Linked DNA regions of Gossypium hirsutum: region 2 is linked to region 1. A link is a contact called in public Hi-C data. All regions are on one chromosome and are shown on one strand. The core of a region is the stretch at or near the end of the contact, and the rest is flanking DNA. Distances in the headings are between cores, read along the strand shown.

Evidence for each region. Hi-C and Micro-C count contacts between places; a contact is called where the count stands out from the background.
Region 2: a contact with region 1 is called in a Hi-C map of leaf, with 1.7 times the contacts expected there. The contact joins the promoter of LOC107897127 here to the enhancer-like site in region 1. A contact is called at or near these places in 5 of 34 Hi-C or Micro-C datasets (leaf and petal).

Annotation. Positions count from the first base shown.
Region 1 is chrA01:51,419,499-51,427,139 of Gossypium_hirsutum_v2.1, reverse strand. No RefSeq gene overlaps it. Among protein-coding and RNA genes, the nearest start is that of LOC121206880, 29 kb to the right of the region's middle. Within about 2 kb of position 3,004, at least 1 of the 9 cell types and tissues checked has an H3K27ac peak or open chromatin away from gene starts, as enhancers often do. A contact at or near this core is called in leaf, where this site is marked.
Region 2 is chrA01:51,575,484-51,583,124 of Gossypium_hirsutum_v2.1, reverse strand. LOC107897127 (zinc finger protein 8) reads right to left here and starts at 2,979. Exons shown (of 1, transcript XM_016822474.2): 1 at 1,967-2,979. The coding sequence starts at 2,725. The coding sequence ends at 2,018.

The sequences.
Region 1 (7,641 bases), core at 1,755-4,254:
TAGATTTATAAGGTAATTAACACATATAACAACAATTTTATTTTAATATAAATCAGTCCTTCAAGATATCAAAAATTTCAATCATCCAAGCGTCTTAAATTTATTATTATTTATTTTATTTATAATCTTTCAATATAAATTTATGTGTATATTGTTTACACAAAATGCATGGGCTTAAGTAGACTAAATATTACTTATTAATTTTCGAATATTTTAGTTGCAAATTACTATGTTATCATTTCTTTATCATATTATATGTAGAATATAAAAATAAATATTTATTTTAATATATTCTTTTAATAAATACAATCAATCATGCAATAAAAAACTAATTATTGCAAATAATAATCAAATTAATTATCATAAGACATTACTTAATAAAAGTCATACTGTATTACATGTTAATAATGAAAATTACAATATTATACCAAAAAGAAATGTAAGTGAAATGGATTAGAAAGACGGATATGTTTTTTCTTTCCTTTCCTTTCAACGGCGGATCTTAAGATTTAAGTTTTCACGGGTTTATTAAAATTTTTAAAAATTTTAAAAGTTTAATGAGAATTTTAAAAAAAAATTTGAGGTCTAATTAAAATTTTTAATTTTTTAAAAGATTAATCAAAATTTCCAAAATTTTAGAAAGCTTGATTAAAATTTTCAAAACAAATTAAAAGGTAAATAGAAATTTTCAAAATTTTGAAGAGCTTAATTAAAAATTTTAAAAATAATTCAAGGGAGAAATGAAAATTTTTAAAATTTTGGGACCTAATAAGAATTTTTTAAAAAATTTAAGAGAAAAGAAATAAAATTTTCGCAAAATTTTAAAGAGCCAAAAACCCCCCCTTTAGTCACCATTACGCTCCACCACCACCTTCACCTTTGCCTCCGTTTCCTTTCTTTTTTCTTTTTAATAATAATGCTTACATTACATCTTTAAGGAGAGAGGTAAGTGTTTCCTTTCCTTTTTCTTTTTGTTATAATAAAACTTACATTACATCTTTAAAGAAAAAGATAAATGATTTCAAATGGCTTGAACTTGATAATATGCCAACACTTGAATAAGCATATACATGTTAATTCCCAATTGTCATTAAACCAATGGCTTTTTGATCTTTCCTTTCTTTTCAAGTCGAGTAATGTACTTCAAACATAAAAATCGACGAGTTAAATTAATTATAGTTACATATATAAGTTCTTTTTCCACAATAAATTATGATAAATATTAATAAAAAATGGTTAAAATAGTAAAAAAATTATGATAAAAAATCCTTATTTATTTTTTTAGAAAAAAAAATTAGATTTTGCACGAGGAATATAAATTGAACTAATTTAATGATTATATTAGTGTATCTTGGATTCACTCAAAAAAAAAAAAAAGGGACTGTTATGTATTGGTCCATGCTGGAGTCGTTGGTTTAGCAATTATTCTCAACTGCATGCCTTCACTTATAATTCTTCCTAATTTTAGTTGTCATTACATGACATGTCGTTGTCTTGTTCCTTTCTTCTCTCTCTAACTCATAATTTCTTGTGCTTTTTTAGTTGTCATTATATGCATGTATAAGAGAAGCACCCTTCATTCATGCTTAACACCTTATTTGCCATTAAAGTCATAGCGGCAGAGGTGTGGTTTGGAAGGGGACCCTTCAAATTGGCGGTTGTTTTTCTTTTAATGTTTTTGAGTTGAATGGATTTATTGAATATATATATATATATATATTACAAGCTATAACTGAAATTTCAATTAATATAGCTTAAATAACTACAAATATAATTAATTATCTGGCTCAACAATCCCATCAAAATATATCTAAAAAAAAAATCATAACACAAATTATTAAGTAGGTCAAGGATAAAATCTAAAAGGTAAGCAAGAATCTTGATCTTCTCAAATAAAAAAATAAACATTATTTAAGCTGCTTATAAATAATTAAATTACAAAGAAAAATACACTTTAACCCTCCCAAAAAATTTATATTTTAATTTCTCAGAATTTTATTGTTAAAAGAATCTTTAATTTCACCCTTGAATAAGCTTCTCAAGGTTTGGGCACCGTGCAACTTAATTCAATACTCGTGACCTAATTGAGTTTAGACAAAGAAATTTTGATCTCAAAACTACTTGACCCTAATTACTATTCATTAGTTTCAAAAATTAGTTATATTTAATTATATAAATATAAAAAACACACCTAAATTATTAAATATGTGAATATTTTAAATACGAATGCCATACGTATTAAGGAAAATAACACTTTCTATCCGTTAAACTTACCTAATATTTAAGGGAACAACTTTCATATTAAAAATTGGCCTTCAACTTGTTTACTTTTGTTGTACCCATATAAGCTCCTTCATTTGATGTGTACTTAGTTTAGCCGAAATAAGTATTCATGTCAACAGTTATTTAAGTATAAATTAAAAATTAGAGATTTATTTGGATACAAATTAAAAATAAAGGATTTATTAGGATAAAAATTAAGCTTAAGAACTTATTCAGATATATTAAAATTTTAAATACTTATTTATATAAAATAACGAAGTTGAAGGATACCTATTAAGCATTTTAGCCTTAAAATTTAAATTTCAAGCAAGTTTCAAACCTTGTTGAAAGAGGTCCGAAATTATAGAATGAATGGGATAGCCTATTTTATTTTATTTTTCAATATTCAAATCCAATGAATTTCACATCTATAAAACAAAATAAAGATGCTGCTCGGAAAAATATTAATTACAGATGACCCAATCTTCTCCTATATAATGGTGCAATTTAAAATCCAGGTGACTATGGCTTTTTGCTACCACTACTGTGGTGCTAGTCCTTGAATAAGAGTTTTATGAATTTAAACTGATGGATGATGGGCTCACTTGTGCTTGGGCTAGAATTTGGTGAGCGCCAATGAATGAGGAACATTTGTAAGAAGATGGTAAGTTAAGTGATGCTGGAGTATGTACTCTCGGGCACTCTCTGATTATTAAGTCAATGAAGGTTATAAACGTTAAGTAAATTTTTAATAAAGTGAAAAGTAACAGTAAAGGCACAAGGAAGAAGATAGTACTACCTACGACCTTTATAGAGTTTATTTGCCTTAGGGATCAAGAATGGACTGATTTATGGTCCCCCAGTTATGCTCTCAGCCAACACAAGGTACATTGTAGAGGTTAGAAGATGAGTTGCATCAGGTGTCAATCTGCATACTGCAAGTGCTTGTATGTGGTCCTACTAGCCCTTGAAAGCTATATGTGTTTGTCTTATGTGTCACCTGTTAGGTTGCCTAAGCACCACCGGCGCAATGAAAAATAAAATTTTGGTGAAACCACACCATGGGTTCATGTATGAGATGACGGATCCGGGATAAAGAGGGTTCGAAATATGCCTTCTTTTCTTTCCATGTAGACTAATCTAAACCTCCGGTGGATCCGAATGCAAAATCCATTTCAAATAGCACTGTCACTATAGAGATATCAAACTACAACCACAACATTTATCGTTTAGGCTTGAACAAAAGAATTTTCTCTCGTGAACTATTCAAAGAGATTTTTCAAAACAAAAAAATTACTTTTCAGTGCTAGCTTGATAATTTTGGAGGAAGGAAAAGGGATAAAAGTATAAGAAAGAACTATATAAAACTGTGATTCCACGTCATCCTTATCCCTTTCTAATATGATAATGACAAATCAGATTTTTCAAAATTTTCTATTGGAAAAGGATAGGGATGACATAAAATTAAAGTTTCATACAATTTCATTTCTAATAGTATCTCAATTTATTCAAAATTATTTTTAATAAACAAACACATTTAGCATAACAAGGAAATTAAAATCTCTTTAACCAAATTTTTAAATATTATATTCAATAAATTTAATAAAATAAATTTTATCTCAATTAAAATACGTGAATATATTTCACATTATTTTAATCAAATCCATTATATATGTTGGTCAAGCAAGCATATATATCGTGTCTAAATTTCAACCCTATCAAATTAGATTAATTATATGAGTACATTTTTATATAATTAATTTATCTTATCCGACATGTTAAATATAATCTCAATTGTTCTAATCATAGGGTGCTGTCATGGGACTAGAACTTTAGTCTCACAATCTGTGCGGCTTTAGGAGATTTATTGGATTCAAATCAGCTTAAGCCAGTCTAACTCTCGCAAAGTTAGAATTCTCAATAAAAATTCTAAGGCATCAAAAGTAAAGCAAAAGCAACTCAAAGACGAAAGAGCAATGAAAGAACAGAAGAGCCACAAGAAAGCAACGTATACAAGGTGTTTGAGTAAATGTTCTCTGTAACACACCTTACTCGACCCGATGATTGGGTCCGAGTATGGTATACTTAAAATTATAAGAATTTAACAAAGGTATTTAAAATTATTTAAACTTAGGATAGTGGTGTAGTCCTCAATACGATAATGACACAACAATCAAATTATTTATACGACAAGAAAATAACATTTTAAACAAAACATTTAGCGAAAGCCTTATGAAACTCGATAAAGTTATTCCCTTTACAAAAGTTTCAATGTACATTATTGGTAGCTTGAACAACGTTCAAACAATTTGGTGTTCACACCTAAAATATTATCTCATATACCATCTCATTGGGTCAAAACACTTAGATATATAACTGGAGCAAACAAAAGTTTCATAAAACAGAGCCTAACAAAAATTGTGATTCGCTACAAGATTTGATACAAAACAATTCTACATGCCACCTTGCCTATAGAATGCATGATACAAAAAAATAACAAAAGGCTCACAATCAATAGTTCTCTAGTGTAGTCCTTTCAAAGTTCTCTTCCTTCAATTAACACTTATAAGAAGGAAAAGATAACCGAGTAAGTTCAAACAAACTTAGTGAGTTCAAAGACAAGGAAAGAACATATAAATCATCTACAACAGTATCCAAGGTAATACCAGACCTGTCAAAAGGGTTTAAAAAATAAAATCATAATACACCGAATGGCGTAAACCGCATACAGATGAACACAACATGCAAACTTAATACGACATAAGGGCGGTTACTAAACGCCAACTTAACCATAACGAATAGATAACCTATCCTTATGCCAGCCATGTATCCAGAAACTTAGAATTAGAAGCATATCAAATAGTCGTATTCATATTTATACACTTCCTTAACTCTTCATATCATTTTTGTTCAGATAAGCATGTTTTCACGTGATTTGCCAATCCAGTTTGCAATGTAACTACTAGAGGCATCACAAACATATCCCCCTTCTTCATCACCACATATCATACCACATACATCATACACAGATGGTACTAGCTTGAGCAAAAATGATGGTATTTACTTCAAAACACAGACAGACTATACTCATACTGCTGACACTAAATTACCACCACCCATACAAACATCATTCACCCGCTACTAAGAGGGATTACTTACTTTATAAAATTTATACAACAATGGAATTTAAAACACATAAAAGTAAGAATGAACTTACCAAAAACTCTAGTACAGTGATCTATATAGCAAGTCCTTTGTTCTTATCGCTAGGACCTTTGTTAACTTTTTGAGTTAAAAGAAAGATAAATATTCTTATCATATCATTAAAGTATCAAAACTGAACATGTATGCAAGACTCGGTAATGAAAAATCCAGAATCATGAAGTTTCCTTCCTCACGAACAATTCTAAAGTCTAAGCATGTAATACAATAAACACATGAATTTCTTCGATAATAACCTAAGGGTGTACCAGAAATCACCAATAAGTTGGTACAAATATAGGTGTTAGCCGAATTCTATGAACCCTCTTCGATGAAGCTCTATATATTAAGGTTTTTCAGAAAGTTATAGAATAATTCAAGGAAGAAGGAAAAGATGTAAAGGTAATTCTTAATGGCCAACGCTATCCTTATATACTCATGCAACGACGACAAGGTGTAGTGGAAAAATGAGATAATTCCACTAACACCCTTGATTCTCGTGATGAAACGCACTTAATAAGTTTCAAGTCTAGTCATCTATAGTATTCTAGTTCAACTCTAACTAGGATTAAACGAAACCCTAGTATGACTAAGTCATCATAATGTGGACTAAATATAGAAATATATCTATCGAATTGCGAACTTAATGAGTTCACCCAAAACATTTGGGATGGGCTGATACTTAACAGAAGTGTTCGCTAAACCTTAGAGTTCGCCAGTTGGCGAATCTCACAGAGTGTACTACTCCGTCAAATTAAATATTTTACTTACTCAATTCTACCATTAACTTAACTAACTTATACATGAAACGATTACTTGATATTGAGTCTCCAATAGGTGGGATGTTACTATTCTCCCTCACTCAGAAAATTTCATCCTCGAAATTCATACCTGTGAAAAAGTTGAAGATACTGCTCTTTCATCAAAATTTTACTTTCCCATGTAGCTTCTCCTCTATTGTGATTTCTCCATAACACTTTTACTAGTGGGATCCTCTTATTCCTTGACTCTTTTACTTCTCTTTCTAAGATGCAAACAGGTTCCTTTTCATAAGAAAGATTTGGCTATACTTCTTTAACATAGACACATGAAATACATTATGAATCTATGATAATTTTGGTGGTAATGCCAACTTATTTGCCACTGGCCTAAATTGTTCTAAAATCTCATGCGGTTCAATGAAACGTGGGCTTAACTTTCTTTTTTAATCAAACCTTATGATTTTCTTCCAAGGAGAAACCTTTAGGAACAGTTTATCACTCACTTCAAATGAGATCTCCTTCCTTTTTAAGTTAGCATAAGCTTTTCGGTGATCTTGGGCAGCTTTAGATCACTGCAAATGATAGCAACTTTTTCCTCTGTTTCTCACACCAATTCTGGAGCAACCAATTTCCTTTCACTAAGCTCTAGCCAGCAGGTGGGTGATTGGCACTTTCTTCAATACAAAACCTCAAATGGTGATATATCCAAACTGGCGTGATGACTATTATTATATGCAAATTCTTCTAAATGAAGATATCTTCCCCAATTTATCCCAAAATTTATCATATAGGTTCTCGGCATATCTTCCAAGACTTGAATCACTCTTTCAGACTGACCATCTGATTGAGGATAAAAGGCAGTACTGAATCGTAATTTTGTGCCCAACGATTCTTGTAGTTGTTTCCATAACCTCGATGTAAACCTTACATTTCGATCTAAAACAAGGCATTCTATGAAAGCGTACTATTTCAAATACATAGAGCTTGACCAACTTTTACAATGAATAATTGGTGTATACGGGCACGGAATGAGTTGTTTTAGTGAGTCGATCCACAATCACCCAAACTGAATTCCATTTTGAAGGATTGAGAGGAAGGCTCGATACAAAATCCATGGTGATCTTATCCCACTTCCACTTAGGTATCTCCAAAAGATATAGTTTACCTGAGGGAACTTGAGGTTCAAACTTTAATCTGCTGCCAAGCCAAACATGTTTAAACATATTTTGTTAATTCTTTCTTTATTCTAGGCCACCAATACAGACTTCTCAAATCTCGATACATATTAACACTTCCTAGATGAAGTGAGAAGGATATTTGATAAGCCTCTCTTAACAATTCTTGTATTAAACCATCCCTAGTAGGCACATATATTCTCTTCATATACAGAAGTTCCTCATCTTTTCCCAAGTTGAAG
Region 2 (7,641 bases), core at 1,730-4,229, 160 kb before region 1:
TTCTATATGGGCCAAGGTTGGTATTCTGATAAAATATTCTCAACAATGACGACTTTAGAATTTAAACTTGGTCTAAATGATCACACACCCTTGTGAGAGGAGCAAACCACAACCACACATCACAACTTGAACCCTTGAAATGGGTTGTGAAGTGAACACCTATGACCAACAGGCCAAACACTAGTTCTCCCTTAATTATTAAACAACATGATATGATTTCAGGGAACACATTTTCTCTTCCAAAAATGGTGTGAGAGAAAACAAAATCCAACAGAAGATGAAGAGGAAAAGATGTAATTTATAAAATTATTATGGATGTCTTTCCTTTTTAAATGATGTGTAGTTTGTTAGAGATTTTCATTGGATGATGTACATTAATTTCTCTTTTGGAGGCATAAAAGTCTAATGTAGAAAGAAAAGGAGAGCAAATAAAGGCGACAGGCTAATTAACTGCAATCTTCATATATGTTCCCTTTGCTTCATCAAAGTATTTCTTAGTGTAAAGCAAAGGACACAGCAAACCTTTTGTGATGGGAATGCTTCGGTTTTACCTTTTATAAAACCTCAAGATTGATGGGAATGGCATGCTTACGTATTCAATCATTTCTTACTTTCAACTTTTGTGCATATATTTTTGTTCATAATTGAAGCCGTGGCCTTAAATTTAACACCTTTTAGCCCTAAGATGTGGTCTTAAATTTTTTATTAAGTTTGGTATTACAAATTAATAAGTACCAACTTAATTAGATAATGACCAAATATTTTAATTTTACAAAATAAATTATATTATTTTAAAGTTTTTTTTTATATATTTTACATAGAGGTTTGAAATCAAGGCTTTATAATTTTTAATATTTATACTTTACTATTATATTTACGGTAAATTACTCGATTAATAACTAAACTATATGTAAGTTTTTGTTTTGGTTATTTAATTAAAAAAGATTACAATTTGATCACTAAACTATTCAAAGTTTTCATTTTAAGTTATTGAGTTGTTATGTTTTAAAAAAAGTTCCACTTGCAAGTTCCAAGTGATGATTCGATAATTTATATGGTCGATTAATACTCATCGACGAGTAGAAGAACACACCTTAGATCCAAGTCAATCTGACAGTTAGTGTTAAAGATCAAAGAAAAAAGTTGTTTGAATTTTATTCGCAGATTTGTGATATCCATAGCTATTTCATGAAAAAAAAAAGCTGAACTATAGAAGAGAAGGAAAAGAGAGCTTTCAATTTGTGCAGGCAATGCGAACAAAAAAAGTCATATAACATCGATTTTAATAGCCCGTCGACTTAAATGAAATGTTTTGAATAATTTAGTGACCAAAACGAAAATTTACCCATAATTTAATGAGTGATGGTGTAATTTACCCTAATATTTATATTAATATTATATAAATTTATTATTTGTATATCATAATCTATATAAAAATTATTTGGCACTTATAAACTAATATGTTTTTAAAGTTATAATAAAATTTAAATATATAAAAAAAAGAAAAGAAATATGACAGTTTTTTTTTTGTTACATTGGTAAGTTGATGTAGCAAATATCAATGTATGATATAAAAAATGATGAATTTCATCATTTTAGCTAAATACTCGTATAAATTCTGTGTATATATTGAAGTTTTTTGTCACGCTCCGACAGACAACATATAGGTTTATGTACACGTGTGTAGCTACAGAGTTGTTCATGTGCTACTCTCTGGTAGCTACTTGGAAGACAGAAATATTCCTCACACGTGTGAAGTTTTTCTGAAAATAGGTACGACATAGATTGCCGCTGTAAGCCGGTACCATGTTTTAGCTAAGCTTGAGGTAAACTATTTGGGTTTTTGGGTTTTTCTTTGTAAAGCTTCCATAATGAACAGAGAGAAGCAAACTGCTTTTAGTTTAGATTAGTGAAGAGATTGTAAATCATTTCATTTACATACTAAAAATAGTAAAATCCAAGATGCTAAAAGGGAAAAACACATGATATTTTCTTTTCAAGTTTATTACGAAATGAATTACAGATGTAGATCCAAGCTAACATTGTCTTTAACGCTTGCCTTCGTTTCATAAACGTACCTATGACTCTCGGAACTTGAATCACCACCACCGCCAGCCTGAGACGACGGCAGAAACTCATCACCGGCGAACAACGGCAACGGATGCGCTGATGAACGGTCACGGTTGAAATTACAGGAGTTAGTTTGAAGCGTAGCAGGGATTCTCCAAACACCCAGTGGATTGCCATTGATGGGTGGTGGAGGGTTAGAAAACCTAGTGCTAATGGTATTGTTCCATGAAGGGTAAGCGGGCATTGACGGCATCGAGGGTGAGGGTAGCCTATAGTTAAAAAAGCCATAAATATCATTATGAGCATCGGATAAAGAAAAAGAATTGTTGTGTTGCCGTTTGGCATGTTGGCGTTCCCTTTTGTGAGCGTTTTGGTGGCCACCTAAAGCTTGGGAAGTGAGAAAGTTTCTGCAACAATAGTGACACTCAAATCTTCTGCTGCTGTTGTTATTATTATCTCCATTCTCGTTGTCCTTGGTAGTGTCTTCATTGTTGTTGTTGTTGTCGGACTCGGTGGCCTCCGTCGCTGAGTCGCCGCAGCCGAAGTCCTTGCCGAATAAACGAATAGCACCCTTTTCTTTAACAGGGGAAGGGCGGATAAAGGGAAGCTGGGAGAAGGATTCCACGTTCATGAAATCGTGTGTTTCCTTCTCCATGGAAGTTGCTGCTTCTTTTTCTTTGGGTTAAGCAGAAGGGAATTGAAGGGGAAAATCAAAACGAGGGAGCAGAGAAAAGAAAGGAAAGAGGAAGGTAGCTAATATTGGGCGGAAGTGGGACCTATAAAACAAGGGATTCATCCATGGTGGAATGAACCAGCCATGGCCATGAATATGAATATGAAAGTGAGGGCTGACAAGCCCAAAAGTGAGGGGCTGGGCGGGGACTTTTTCATTTTTTATCCTGATAATCGTCTTAAAAAATGTTATTTATAAAGAAAAAAAATCTGAAAATGCAATGCAAGTTACTACTACATTTAAATAATTTATTTTTTTATGGAATGTAATTTACAACTATACTTAAATAATCTTATTTTTTATTAATATTTACACTAAATTATCTCACTTAATTTTTTTTTGTTAGTGTTCATAGTCGATAATAGTAGTTAATTCTCTTGTAGCGTGTGCTTTCTGAAGAGATAAATGATTGGTCATAAAATATATTATGAATCTTCAATTTTATAATTAAAGGATAAAGTGAACAACCATAACACTACGCTCTATAATTATTTTAAATTTTATTTACTACTTTAGCCTTCCCCTTTGATTATAATGTTTTCCTTTTTGGTTCTCAAATTTTAGATAATATTTTATATTATATTATTTTTTAAAGTAAATAGAAATATTTATAAAATTAGAATACATTATTATAATTTTTATAAAATTAAAAATAAATAAAAATATGAAATATTATTTGATACATAAGCTTTATTAAAATTTAAAGATTATTTAAGGATACATGTAAATTTCCCAATGTTACAATCAATCATATATGTGAAGTCCTAAAAATATTAGTAGAAAATAGTTATAAAATTAAAAATAAATATGTTAGATAGGAGGCACAACCTTAATGAAAAATCAATTCGCCTCGTCTTAAAACCCAACAAATATAAATGGTGGTTATAGTTTTGCTACTTTTCACTTAAAATTTTCTAGTATCTTGTGGAAAGTTCTGCTACAACCTCCTAACATCATGAAATTTTACTTTTATGTTACCAACAGGCCCTCACCTCCTTATCCTTTTTTTTTTCTTATTTCTATAATTTGTTAAATAAGTGAAAAAAATGTAGATAATTAAACCTGATTCTATATTAAAAGAAGGAGGTTAAATTGTTTGGTGAGTCCTTGAAGAATAAATTAATCTACCAACTACAATTTAATTTTGAAACTTTGAAATTTAAAAAATGTTGATTTCTCATTTTATAATAAGGTGAAAAGAGAATTAGAGTAAGAAAAAATTGGTTAAATTATTCACGTTATTTTAAAAAATAATACATTTAAATAAATCAAGTTTTGGGTATTTGGAGATGATTGAGTAATAGTAATTAAGATGGTATTCTTAGTTGACCAATTCACTTTTGATCATTAAAAGAAATAATGGGCAGAGCAATAAATAAAAATAATGGGAAAGTGTGAAAGGTTTATATTATGTATACCAATCCAATTGAAAGGAGAAATTAATGAGTTACCAAAGGATATTAATTAATCTTTTCAAAATATTAAAAGACGGTATTTTTCCTGTTTTGCTATCAATCTTATTATACAAACACATGTTCCCTTTGCTACTTATTGTGATGGTGACAACAGAGCTAGTTATGAATTCAAATTTGACATCTTATTTGTGACCACACATCAATCCCCTCTTGCAATGGGGATCTTTTAGGATTTCATTTTCTCTTTTTACTTGCATCTCAATAAATTATATATATCTTTTATATTTTATACATATATAAAAATGAAATAGATTGTTTTGATGTGATCGAATTTAAGCTTAAATTTTAAAAACCTTTTTAAAATTAAATATGATTCGATTTAATTCATAAAAAAAGATTGGATTTAAAAGTATATTAAATTAGAATATACTTAAGATTTGAGTGAAAAAAAATTATTTAAAAATAAATGAAGTTTTAGTTGAAATGATAAAAATATTGAAAATTACTCTGTTTTGTGTTCAAATCTCATCAATAATACTTTTCAAATTTTCACAAGATTTTAAATGACAGAAATATTTTGACAATAATTCGTATCATTCTATAAAAGGAAGAGTTTTTTTTTAATAATTTCTTAACTAATTTGAAACCCGATTAAAAAGGTTACACAAACTAATAAGCCCATTAAATATAATTAGATTTTATAATAATAATTAAAAGAAAAAATCAAACCTAGAAATAGAATTAAAAAAACCTACCTCAATTATGGTCACAAGAAGTTATCATTTATCCATCTTATTATTTTCATAAATGACAATTAATGGTTTGCATACCTTTTAATACTTTTATAACATAAATAATCAACTTCATCTTTCTTAATTTCTTTTCTAATTTTTAATCACTAAGCATAAACAATTAATGTCTCCTCAATATGAAAACAATATCTCTATAATTAGTTAAATTTAGGCAAAGTCAATTATGAATATGAATTATATAATTCACGTATATATACAATTGTACATGGGTTGCGTCACTCAGTCCGGCCTAAAGGTTAGCACGAAAAGTAAAATGATTTGGGTAAAAATATAAGTCTGAAAAATAGATTTGGACAAAAAAATAAGTCTCATTTAGAAAACTGGCCGAGTCTCGAGTAAATTTTTTTGGCTCGAGCTTGGCTTGACCCTAATATGCAAAAAAAAAACTATTTTTTACTGTTTTCTTGCTTTTTTTTACTATTTTATTGTTATTTTCTTGTTTTTTTTTCACTATTTTGCTACCATTTCACTATTATGTTGCTATTATTTTGTTGTTATTGTTTATATATTGTATAACTCTTGTTTTATTGTTAATTTTGTTACTATTTTAGAAACATTTGCTTGTTGAGTTGCACTTATCTTAGTGTTATTTAAGTATACATATTTTTTAAAAATTTATTTTCAATATGTTGAGAAACATTTATTTTAACGTTTTAGTATTGCTTTTATGTATTATATAATTTTTTTAAAAATTTATATAAAAAAATTGATATGGGCGGGTTGAGCTCAGATTTTAGTATTTTTATCCAGGCCAAGTTTGGGCAAAATCTTAGGCCCATTTTTCGAGCCAGGCTAAGCTCGAGCCTAGCAACGAGCATAAAATTTTGTTCGGCCCGACCCGACCTGTGGACACCTCTACGTATATGATTGAATTTGAATTGATATAGCAAATTGCTCAATTTTTTAAGGGTAAATTACATTATTAGTCATTAATGGATAATTTTTTGTTTTGGTCACTTAATTAGAAAAAGGTTGTAATTTGATTATTGAACTATCCAAAAATTTTTATTTAAGTCACTGAGTTGTTAAAATTGATGCTATATGGCTTTCTCTGTTCGCATTGCCTATACCAGTTGAAAGTTCTCTTTTCCCTTCTTTTCTACAAAATTTTTCTTCATGAAACAACTTTGGATGTCACAAATCTGCGAACCGAAATTCAAACAACTTTTTTCTTTGATCTCCGACACTGACTGTCAGATTGACTTGGATTTAAGGTATGTTTTTTTTACTCATCCACTGTACTAATAGTCAAATCGTCACAAGGAACTCGTTGGCGAAATTTAAGGAAGATTTTGATCATTCTTTAGGAGAAATATTAGGGTAATCAAGTATTTAAAGTATAGGTATATGTATTTAGTTTAGTTAGTTTTTCCAAAAAAATAATAATAATAAAAGAAAAACTTTTGAATAGTTTCGTAACTTAAATAAAAATTTCCGAATAGTTTAATGACTAAATTGTAACTTTTTTTTAATTAAGTGACCAAAACTAAAACTTATTCATAGTTTAGTACCTGAAGGTGTAGTTTATCCATTTTTGAATTACCAATCATTAGGAAGAAATTAATAGATTTGAAGGACAAATGATGAATGAATATGCTATAATTTATGCTGTTTTCCTTTTTGGTGGAGGGCGGAGGGGTGGTTTCATTGTTAATCTATAATTTATGGAAGTATCCGACACGATGTTCTCTTTCAAAGTATTACTAATATTTATTACTAGTTGGGTCCCCCGTGCTTCGCAACGGGAGTGCAAGCACCTATAAAATACGTTATAGACTTAATCTATAACTATATAAAAGCTATTATGGGACAGCTTCATCTAAACATTGAGAATGGTTGGTTAATTTTCAGCCGAATGAACCATGTCATTAAAATTTTTTAACAAAGGTACTTATAGTATTTTAAGAAGATTAAGAATATATATGTGGAAAGTTTACGTGTATTTTAAGTAGTATAAATTTATTTAACTTTTAAATGGTACTAATTAATTAAAAATATGCATTCGTATATATATTTTGTTGTATTTACATTATTTTTCGAGTATTTAGAAGTTACTAATTAGTATTAAATATATTTTAATGCATTTATAAATTTGGTATTGCATTCATGTTATTTGTTTTAATTATTTTGAATTGTTTATGCTAAGTCTTAATTCATCTCATAGTTACTATAGCTTCATTGTCTTCATTTAAACACATAATCAGGGGCGTAGCCAAGGGGGCTGGCATGGGCCCCGACCCCTCTTAAAATGTAAAATTGCATTTTAGGCCCTTAAAATTTTTTAAAAACTTGTAAATTACTAAAGGTAAACTTGCACTTTGGCCCCCCTAAAATTATAAAAATTTGATTTAGTCCTTTACAAATTATAAAGATATAAACTATAGAAAATTAAAATTTCATCCGGCCCCTCTAAAAAATTTTTCTGGCTTCGCCCCTGCACATAATATAATTTTCACACATTAAAAATTAGTTTTAGGTATATTTTATGTGACACTTTTAACCCGATCCGACGATTGATACGGATAGAAGTTGTTACTACAATCGAAAACTATTCTTAACAAAACTTTAATTACTTAAACCAATATTCACTCTACTAATGAAAGCCCCTTAA